Linked DNA regions of Mus musculus: region 1 is linked to region 2. A link is a contact called in public ChIA-PET data. All regions are on one chromosome and are shown on one strand. Each heading gives the region's core, a stretch centred on a gene start, on an enhancer-like site or on the middle of the called end of the contact. The rest is flanking DNA. Distances are from core to core; before and after follow the strand shown.

Evidence for each region. ChIA-PET counts read pairs in DNA pulled down with a chosen protein or histone mark.
Region 1: an RNA polymerase II ChIA-PET map of effector CD8 T cells shows a contact between it and region 2, with 163 read pairs. The contact joins the promoter of Tmem243 here to the enhancer-like site in region 2. A contact is called at or near these places in 1 of 15 datasets of contacts at CTCF or cohesin (CD8 T cells), 11 of 484 Hi-C or Micro-C datasets (the G1E-ER4 cell line, adipose-derived mesenchymal stem cells, bone marrow-derived macrophages and 8 more), 6 of 115 datasets of contacts at active chromatin or transcription factors (bone marrow-derived macrophages, effector CD8 T cells, embryonic stem cells and 3 more) and 2 of 9 other capture datasets (adipose tissue and liver).

The regions. Positions count from the first base shown.
Region 1 is chr5:9,097,673-9,101,988 of GRCm38.p6, reverse strand. Tmem243 (transmembrane protein 243, mitochondrial) reads right to left here and starts at 1,252. Exons shown (of 5, transcript NM_001081029.1): 1 at 1,130-1,252; 2 at 594-772. The coding sequence starts at 671.
Region 2 is chr5:9,014,270-9,018,314 of GRCm38.p6, reverse strand. No RefSeq gene overlaps it. Among named protein-coding and RNA genes, the nearest start is that of Gm40264, 18 kb to the left of the region's middle. Within about 2 kb of position 2,699, at least 45 of the 459 cell types and tissues checked have an H3K27ac peak or open chromatin away from gene starts, as enhancers often do. A contact at or near this core is called in CD8 T cells, bone marrow-derived macrophages, effector CD8 T cells and 4 more, where this site is marked.

The sequences.
Region 1 (4,316 bases), core at 3-2,502, 85 kb before region 2:
GGGGGCTGGGGGTGGGGAGCAAGTTTCAGAAAGTTAACGCTAAGTACAGAGAAAGACTTTTGTTGACTGCAGGCCAGAGGCTCTATCTAGTCAAGCTTCTAGAAAACGGTTAGTGCCTCTGCCTATTTGAGAGCTGGGACCCTTTGTTTGATCACCTCCTGGGATTGTGGCCAACATCCACCTTCATGGAGCTGCTTCACATCCTCATCCTCTTAAGAACTCTAGGTAAGCAATCATCAGAAGCAACCCTGGGCTCTCGATGCACTCCTGAAACCACTAAAGCCCTGGACGCACACCTGAAGTGTGGAGCTGGAAAGTGCGCTTATGCAACCTTCGCAGGACTTTCCCTCCACGGTGGGGTTTCCGCACTCTCCGTAAGGGCTTCCCACAAACTGCCCAGAACTTTCTGAACTTTTCTCCACTCCAAACTGCTCTTGGTGCAGAGTGCAGGGCAAACATCCCAAGAGAGGGGCGGGACGGCAAGAACAGTTCTTCCCACTTCCAAGTACCCTCCAGGCAGGCTGCAAGGAGCCAGCGGGGTGGAGGGAGGCGGGATTCTCGCACTCTGGCCCGGGGCCCACTCCCGCACTCACCTTGGCAGACGTCTCCCCGAACAGAGGTCTGTTATCCAGGCCGCTGGTCCCGTAGGTCCTGGTAGCAAAGTCCTCCATTTTAGGGCTGCTTCGCTCGTCCCCGGACGCTCAAAAGCGAGTCCGCATCAGCTCGCGAAGTCCGGACGCCCGCCCCTCACGGCGCACGCATGGCCCGGGCCCTGGGGGGGTGGGGAGGGCGGGAAATCCCGACGGGGCGACTGTCACTCCCGGGGGCCCCTGGCCGCTCCGCCCCAGCCCCGCCGTCCTCATCTCCAGCGGCCGCCGCGGGAAGTGAAAGGAAACAAACAGCGCTTGGCCGCCGCCCCGCCCGCGCCCGCCGCCCCCAATCTCGGCCGGGGCTCCACCGGGAGAAAGTTTGCCTGGCGCGAGTCCCCCGCGCGGCGGGGCGGCGGGAGTGAAGTTGCGGGCCGGGCGGCCCCGCACACCACCCTAGCTCGGCTGAGAGCTCCGCATCCGCCCGCTCGCGTCCCGTCCCCCGTGCTCCCCGCAGCCCCGGCTGCGCCCGCAAGCCAGACCTCGGCGTCCCGCGCCGCGCGCGCGGCGGATCCAGGCAGCGGCCGCGACCCCGAGCCGTGGCCCCCACACGCCGGCCGGACGCCGGCGCCGTGCGGCGAGTCCCCCCGGGCTCTCCGGTCCGGGACCTGCGGCCACTGTCGCAAACCGGTCGGGCCCGCCCAGATCGCGTCACGACTCAGGCAGCCAATCCCACGGGCAGAGGCGCCGCCTGGGCTGCAGAGCTTTATTTACAGAGGTGCGGGTCGTCCCACCGAGGCGCGGGTCCCCGCTGCCAAGCGTTTCTCCGCCTCTTGGCAATTGGCGGCTGCGCGGTGCACGTAGTGGCTAAAGCAGGGTTCTGAAGACCGACTCGAATTTGGCGTCTTAAAACCCGACAACCTGCTTCGACCACTCCAGGATTTGGATGTGGACACTTTACAGTATCGGAGGCAATCGTGTATGCGTGTTTTATTCTGTATTACACACAGAATAAGAGGTCCTAGTTTACATAAACAGTTAGGTATTTCGTTGCCTGGTCCAGTGGGGGTGCTGCCACAGGCCAGAGCTTCGCATCTTGGGCCTTTTTGGAGTCTTGGGGCTTAGAGAGCTGAATGGAATGGACAAGCTGCACAAGTACCGTCGCTCTACATTTGAAGTTCTTCCTAAAAGCTAAAAACCAAACAACTACACTAATAGGATTGGGCTGACACTAATACCTAGCTAGATTCAAGAAAGTTCGGAAAGTGTTAGTGTGCAGGAGACTCTAAGCTGAAGCGATACCTCCACGAACGCTTAGAATCTAGACATGGGTTCCAGTGCCACGCAACAGTTTAGAACAAGGGATGGAATAACAACCACAACGAACTTCCAGCCCTGAGTACACGTAAGTATTATACATATCCCCATTGCCCAATCATTACACGTGTTTTACAAATTAGCTGTTTACTCGCGACTTTACCTTAACAACAGCAATACTACATAATCCAGCACCCACTTCTATTAAAAGTTCTATTTAAAGATTCATATTAAAAGGTCCTACAAATTAATTCACTTACTTATATTCAGTTTCATTCAACAAAAAATATTTTTGAGGCTCTAGGCTGTAATCCTTTGAATATTAGGGACAGTCTAGACTAAGTAGCAAGACCCTGTCTCAAAATAATAAAATAAAAACTAACAATACTTTGAGAATCTGCTGTGTGCTAAGCAACTATCCACCAAAATAACACAGTAATTATGGGCCTTGGTCAACAACCCCAAAAGATGCCATAATACCAAATTTGATATACAGTCAAATCAAAATCCATAAAGTCTAAAATTCTGAAAGGTTAAAGTTCTGGAAATATTATTCTGGGAAAAAATAAAGACTTTAAATACAAGTATATTTTTTAAAGTATAGTTATTTGAGAAACAAGAGAACATATAGGCAACGTTTTATAGTAAAATAGGTAACATACATATTTGGAAATTATATTCACCTCTGTGCTCTGCTGCTGTGGTGACTGGGTGGGGAGGAAGCATTTAGAATATTCATATTTAGGTCACAGGCCGGGCAGAAATCGTTCTGTCGACTGAACAGAGTAACTCTCTCCTGGTTCTACTTGTACATAATTGTTTTCAAACCAGAAACCTCACTGGCTCCTCGGGAAAATATTACTTTGGTTCACCAAAAACTACTAAAACTTTCAGGGACTGCTCATCAGCTAAGCATGCTTATTGCTTTTGCTGAGGGCCTAGGTTTGTTTCCTAGCATCTGCATGTGGTTCACAAACATCTCTAATGCCAGTTAGAGTTAGATGACATATTTCAAAAGATTTTATTAACTGTGTGTGTGCATGTGCATGCATGTGCTTCCACATATGTGCTTCCAGCCAAGGAGGCCAGAAGGGTGTGAATTTCCTTCAATATGGAGTTACAAGCAGCTGAAAGCCACCCAACCATCGGTGCTGGGATCCAAAATTAGGTCCGCTACAAGAGTAGTGAGCGCTCTTAAATGCTGAGTCATCTTTCCAGGCTCCCAAACAACGTATTTTTAAACTAAAATTTTTGTTTTTACTAAAGTCTGTCAGCCTTCTTCCCGGAATTAAAATTTCTCTCCCTGATACGGGAGCCTCTTTCCTTGGGAACTGCAGTTTTCAAATTTTGACCTTTGTGGTAGTTTATATGAAAATGGCCCCATGGCCTCACAGGGAGTGTTACTATTAGAAGTTACTGTAGCCTTGTCGGAGGAAGTGTGTCACTGGGGGTGGCTTTGAGGTTGCAGATGCTTAAGCCAGGCCCAGTGTCACTCTCTCTTCCTGCTGCCTTGCCAATCTAGATGTAGAACTCTCAGCCACCTCTCCAATACCATATCTGCTGGCATACCACCATGCTTCACAACATGACAATAATTTAATAAACTCCTGAACTGTAAGACAGCCCCAATTAAAGGTGACTATTCACAGCAATAGAAACCCTAGCTAAGACAGCCTTCAGTGTTTCCAAATTTCTCATCTTCACCTTTTGAGATTATAATTGGGGGATTATAGGCTAAAGGTTCTGGACATTTGTATTGTGTTTCTTAGGCTAGTAATTAGAACCAGGTCAGCCCATAAGCATGGGCATTGTCTTGAGGCTGAAATAAAAGACAGAGCAAATGCAATCTAGGAAAAGGAGAATGCATAGACACAAGCTTTAAAATAGATGGCATTTGACCTAACACCCAAACTCACCACCTACAAGCTGTGTGACCTTGCACAAGTTATGTAGCCTTGCTGGAACTCCTTCCTGTGCGAAGGCTAACGTGAAAGTCCTGCATAGAACTAGGATTTGGCAGACAAAATCACTTGCATTTCTGTTGATTCGAGGCCAACCTGCTCTACATATTGAGTTCCAGGATATACAGTGCTACATAATGAAACCCTACCTTGAAAAGCCAAACCAAACCAAAGAAACAAACAAAGTAAAGATGATAGAAAATGGAAATATATGACTTCAACTATATTTAAAATATTTGACATGAGTACATTTCCAAAGCCAGCCAGTCAGTGAGTGGGAAAACCATGACTGGGAAGGTGAGAATAATTATAGGAAAGGCAGAAAGAAGATGGAAGAGACAGATATGGGAGAGCTGCTGGTCAATACTACCCCAGTGGCAAGTGTATTTTCTCAGTGTCTTTCAAAGGCAAACAACAGAAATTTCAATTCCAGAAAATTAAACAATGACCA
Region 2 (4,045 bases), core at 1,450-3,949:
TTTAATGTATATAGCCTTGCTATGTAGCCCTAGATGGCCCTTGAATTAATTATTCTTCTATATTGGACTCCTGAGCATTGGGATTATAGGCATGTACCTCCAGACTTTTTATGGTTAAAACAGGGTATCATATCACTCCTGTGTATCTCCAGCTAACTTCTATCTTCCTACACAGCCCAGCTTGCTCCCAAATTCATGATTCTCAGCCTCCTTGAGATTACAGGCCTAGATCACCATGTGTAATTCCTTACGCTTCTTGGATGGTGTTAGTGTTTCAACACTATATTTTTATTGATTTATGAGCAAGTCATTTGAATTTTTGTTATAAAAATTCATGAAGTTGTTAAATTTCTATTTCTAAGGAAAAGTTTATTGAGAAAGAGTCCTTATTTTTTCCTCTTTAATGTGCAGTTAGATGTAATGCTCCCTCAAAATCATCTTCTACCAAATAATAAACAAAGCATTAATCGCTAATATTAAGCCTGGGGAGATGGTTCAGTGTTTTGTAAAACACCTGCACAAGCAGAAGGATTAGCCCCAAACCCACCTCCATGCTGGCTGAGCTGCAGCAGCATTCCTGTCAGTCTAGTCTTTGGAGGCGGAGACAGGGACTCTCTCCGGCTACTGGCTAGCAAGACTAACCTGATCAAAGATCTCTGGCTTTGAATGAGAGATTCTGCTTCAGTGAGTAAGGTGGAAGAGTGATCAAAGATAATTCCCAACCTCAGGCCCCCACCTGCACACACAACCATAAGCATGTGCACCCATACAAGTGTATCTTCCATATGTACATGTATATACACGGAAATAAATCAAACAAACAAAAAACAAAGAAAACGGGCTGGCCAGATGGCTCAGTGGGTAAGAGCACTGACTGCTCTTCCTAAGATCCTCAGTTCAAATCCCAGCAACCACATGGTGGCTCACAACCACTTATAATGAGATCTGACACCCTCTTCTGGTGTGTTTGAAGACAGCAATAGTGTACTCATTTATAATAATAAAATAAGTCTTTGGTCCTGAGCGAGCAGGGACTGAGCGAGCAGGATTGAACAGAGCAAGCAGGGTCGACTGGAGTGAGCAGAGGTCCTAAATACAATTCCCAACAACCACATGAAGGCTCACAACCATCTGTACAGCTACAGTGTACGTATATACATAAAAATAAATAAATAAATAAATCTTTTTTAAAAAACCAAAAAAACACACAAACAAACAAACACCCTAAAGAAACCATAACTCATTCATAAACCTGCTTTCCAAATATGGGTAAAGGCATCTTTCAGTGTTTTTTATTTTCCTGAAATGTATCAGTGTTATAGAATAAGCCATTCTCTGCACTGGGAAGATGGCTATGTAAGGAAACCATTCATTAAGCACATTGGAGACCTCTGGATACAACTGAGATGGTTCTAAGAGGAATGCATATGGATCTGAACCTGTAGATATAGAAGTCAGAGAGACTTATAAGTGCCTGAGCTGTACAACTCCAGTCTTAGAAAAATAAAAACAAACTGAGTCTGGAAGTAATAGACAGTAAGTAATAATAGAGATCAGCAGACACTAATAAAGAGGAAACTAAAGGAACAACACACAGATTCAACCAAACATTGAAATAGTTGGTTCTCTGAAAACATAATTAAAGTAAAGAGAAGACCCACATTAATAAATTTAGAATTAAAAGCGACAGGGAACAACAGTTACCAAGAAAATGCAGAGGATCTAGGTTAGGGAACACTCTAAATGTTTGCACTTTTTTTTTTTTTTTTTTTTTTTTGGGTTTCAAGACAGGGTTTCTTGTGTAGCCCTGGCTGTAGACCAGGCTGGCCTCGAACTCAGAAATCCGCCTGCCTCTGCCTCCCGAGTGCTGGGATTAAAGGCGTGTGCCACCATGCCCGGCAAATGTTTGCACTTTTAAAAACACTGGAAAATCTAAAAGAAATGGATAAATTCTAGACACATATTATTGATAAATTTTTCTTTTAAAGAAAGAGACCGAGGGAGCAAGAGATAAAAAATGTCAAAGAGTGATTATAGGATCCTATCATGAATTAATATTCTGGCACATGCCTTTAATCCCAGCACTTGGGAGGCAGAGGCAGATTTCTGAGTTTAAGGCCAGCCTGTTCTACAGAGTGAGTTCCAGGGCTATACACAGAAACCCTGTCTCAAAAAAAAAAAAAAACAAAAAACAAAAAACAAAACAAAACCCAAAACCAAACAAACAAAAACATTTTTAACCCCTATGTAACTACCTAATTCCTGTCCACTTTAGGGATATCTGATTCCCTCTAATCTGTCACAGAGTGATTGCTCTGAAGAACAATTTTTATTTATCATTGCGTAAGTCCACATTTTAAATATCTAGAGTATGGTTTCTGAACATGAAGTAATCAAGAAGTAGAGACCAGCTGCCTTCCAAGTCAGATGGCAAGGTTCAAAGAACACTAATGGAATTTAGGTAGAAACATTCCGGACACCTCAACCATAAAAGCAGAGCTTGTGTGTTGTTTTCTTGTGTTTTGTGATGCAGAAAGCCAGAATAATACTGTTGCAGACAGTGGAGAATATTTTCTAGCTAGTGGATGGCCCTCTCTTAGAGATGAATGAGTGTCTTCTTGATTGGACACGCTGAGACTCTTCTGTGGTTCTGTCTCTCTGAAGCTGTCAATAGCTTGAGTGTGAGCTGCCGCCTGTAGGTTCCTGTGTTGAGCACTTCCTTCCTCAGCTAGAGGCTATTCTGGGAGCTGGGGGAAGGAAACTCTAGGTTGTAGGATCTACTGAAAGAACTAGGTCACTGGAGGTGTGAATCTGCAGATACATTTCCTCCTACCCTTTTGTGTTAACCTCTTTGCTTCCTGCTGCCATGTTTTTCTGCTTTGACAACCGGCTACTATGTGTCCCAGGAACAAAGACAGATGACTATGTACTGAAACCATGACCTAAAGTAATTATTTTTTTCCTTTTATTTTTATTGGGTGTTTGTCATAACCATTGAGGGGGGGGGAAACAACACATTGCTTTCCTTTTCTTTCTCGTTTCCTCTTCTCTCCTCTTCTCTCCTCTTCTCTCCTCTTCTCTCCTCTCCTCTCCTCTCCTCTCCTCTCCTCTCCTCTCCTCTCCTCTCCTCTCCTCTCCTCTCCTCTCCTCTCCTCTTCTCTTCTCTTCTCTTCTCTTCTCTTCTCTTCTCTTCTTTCCTAAGATAAGGTCTCACTTTATAGCCTAGGATCGCCTCAAATTCAAAGCTTCCTGTCTCAGCCTCTTGTGTGCTGGTATCACAGGTATGAGCCACCACAACCCTGCTCACTGCTGAAGCTTCCAAACCACTTGTTGGCCTATAAATCCACAGTAGCTTCCTGTTGCCAAATGCACGAGAAGCAGTAAGCACAACAGACAGAGATGACAGGCAGTAAATCTGTACTCTACATCCTATCAGTAGAGCAGAAAATGTAAACTCTTCTTGAGTTTTGCACGTCTTACTTTTGAAATGAGGAAGGTTGCATTTTCAGCTTTACATATAAATATTTCTCTGAGATAATTATTATATTATTCCCCCTTTTCTTCCTTCCCTCCAAACTTTCCCACATACCTCTCCCTGATCTCTTTCAAATTTATAGCCTCTTTTAGAATTAGTTGTTGAACATATATTCCTGTACTGGCTAGTTTTGTGTCAACTTGACACAGCTGGAGTTATCACAGAGAAAGGACCTTCAGTTGGGGAAATGCCTCCATGAGATACAACTGTAAGGCATTTTCTCAATTAGTGATCAAGGGGGAAGGGCCCCTTGTGGGTGGTGCCATCTCTGGACTGGCAGTCTTGGTTCTATAAGAGAGCAGGCTGAACAAGCCAGGAGAAGCAATCCAGTAAAGAACATCCCTCCATGGCTTCTGCATCAGCTCCTGCTTTCTGACCTGCTTGAGTTCCAGTCCTGACTTCCTTGGTGATGAACAACAGTATGGAAGTGTAAGCTGAATAAACCCTTTCCTCCCCAACTTGCTTCTTGGTCATGATGTTTTGTCCAGGAATAGAAACCCTGACTAAGAC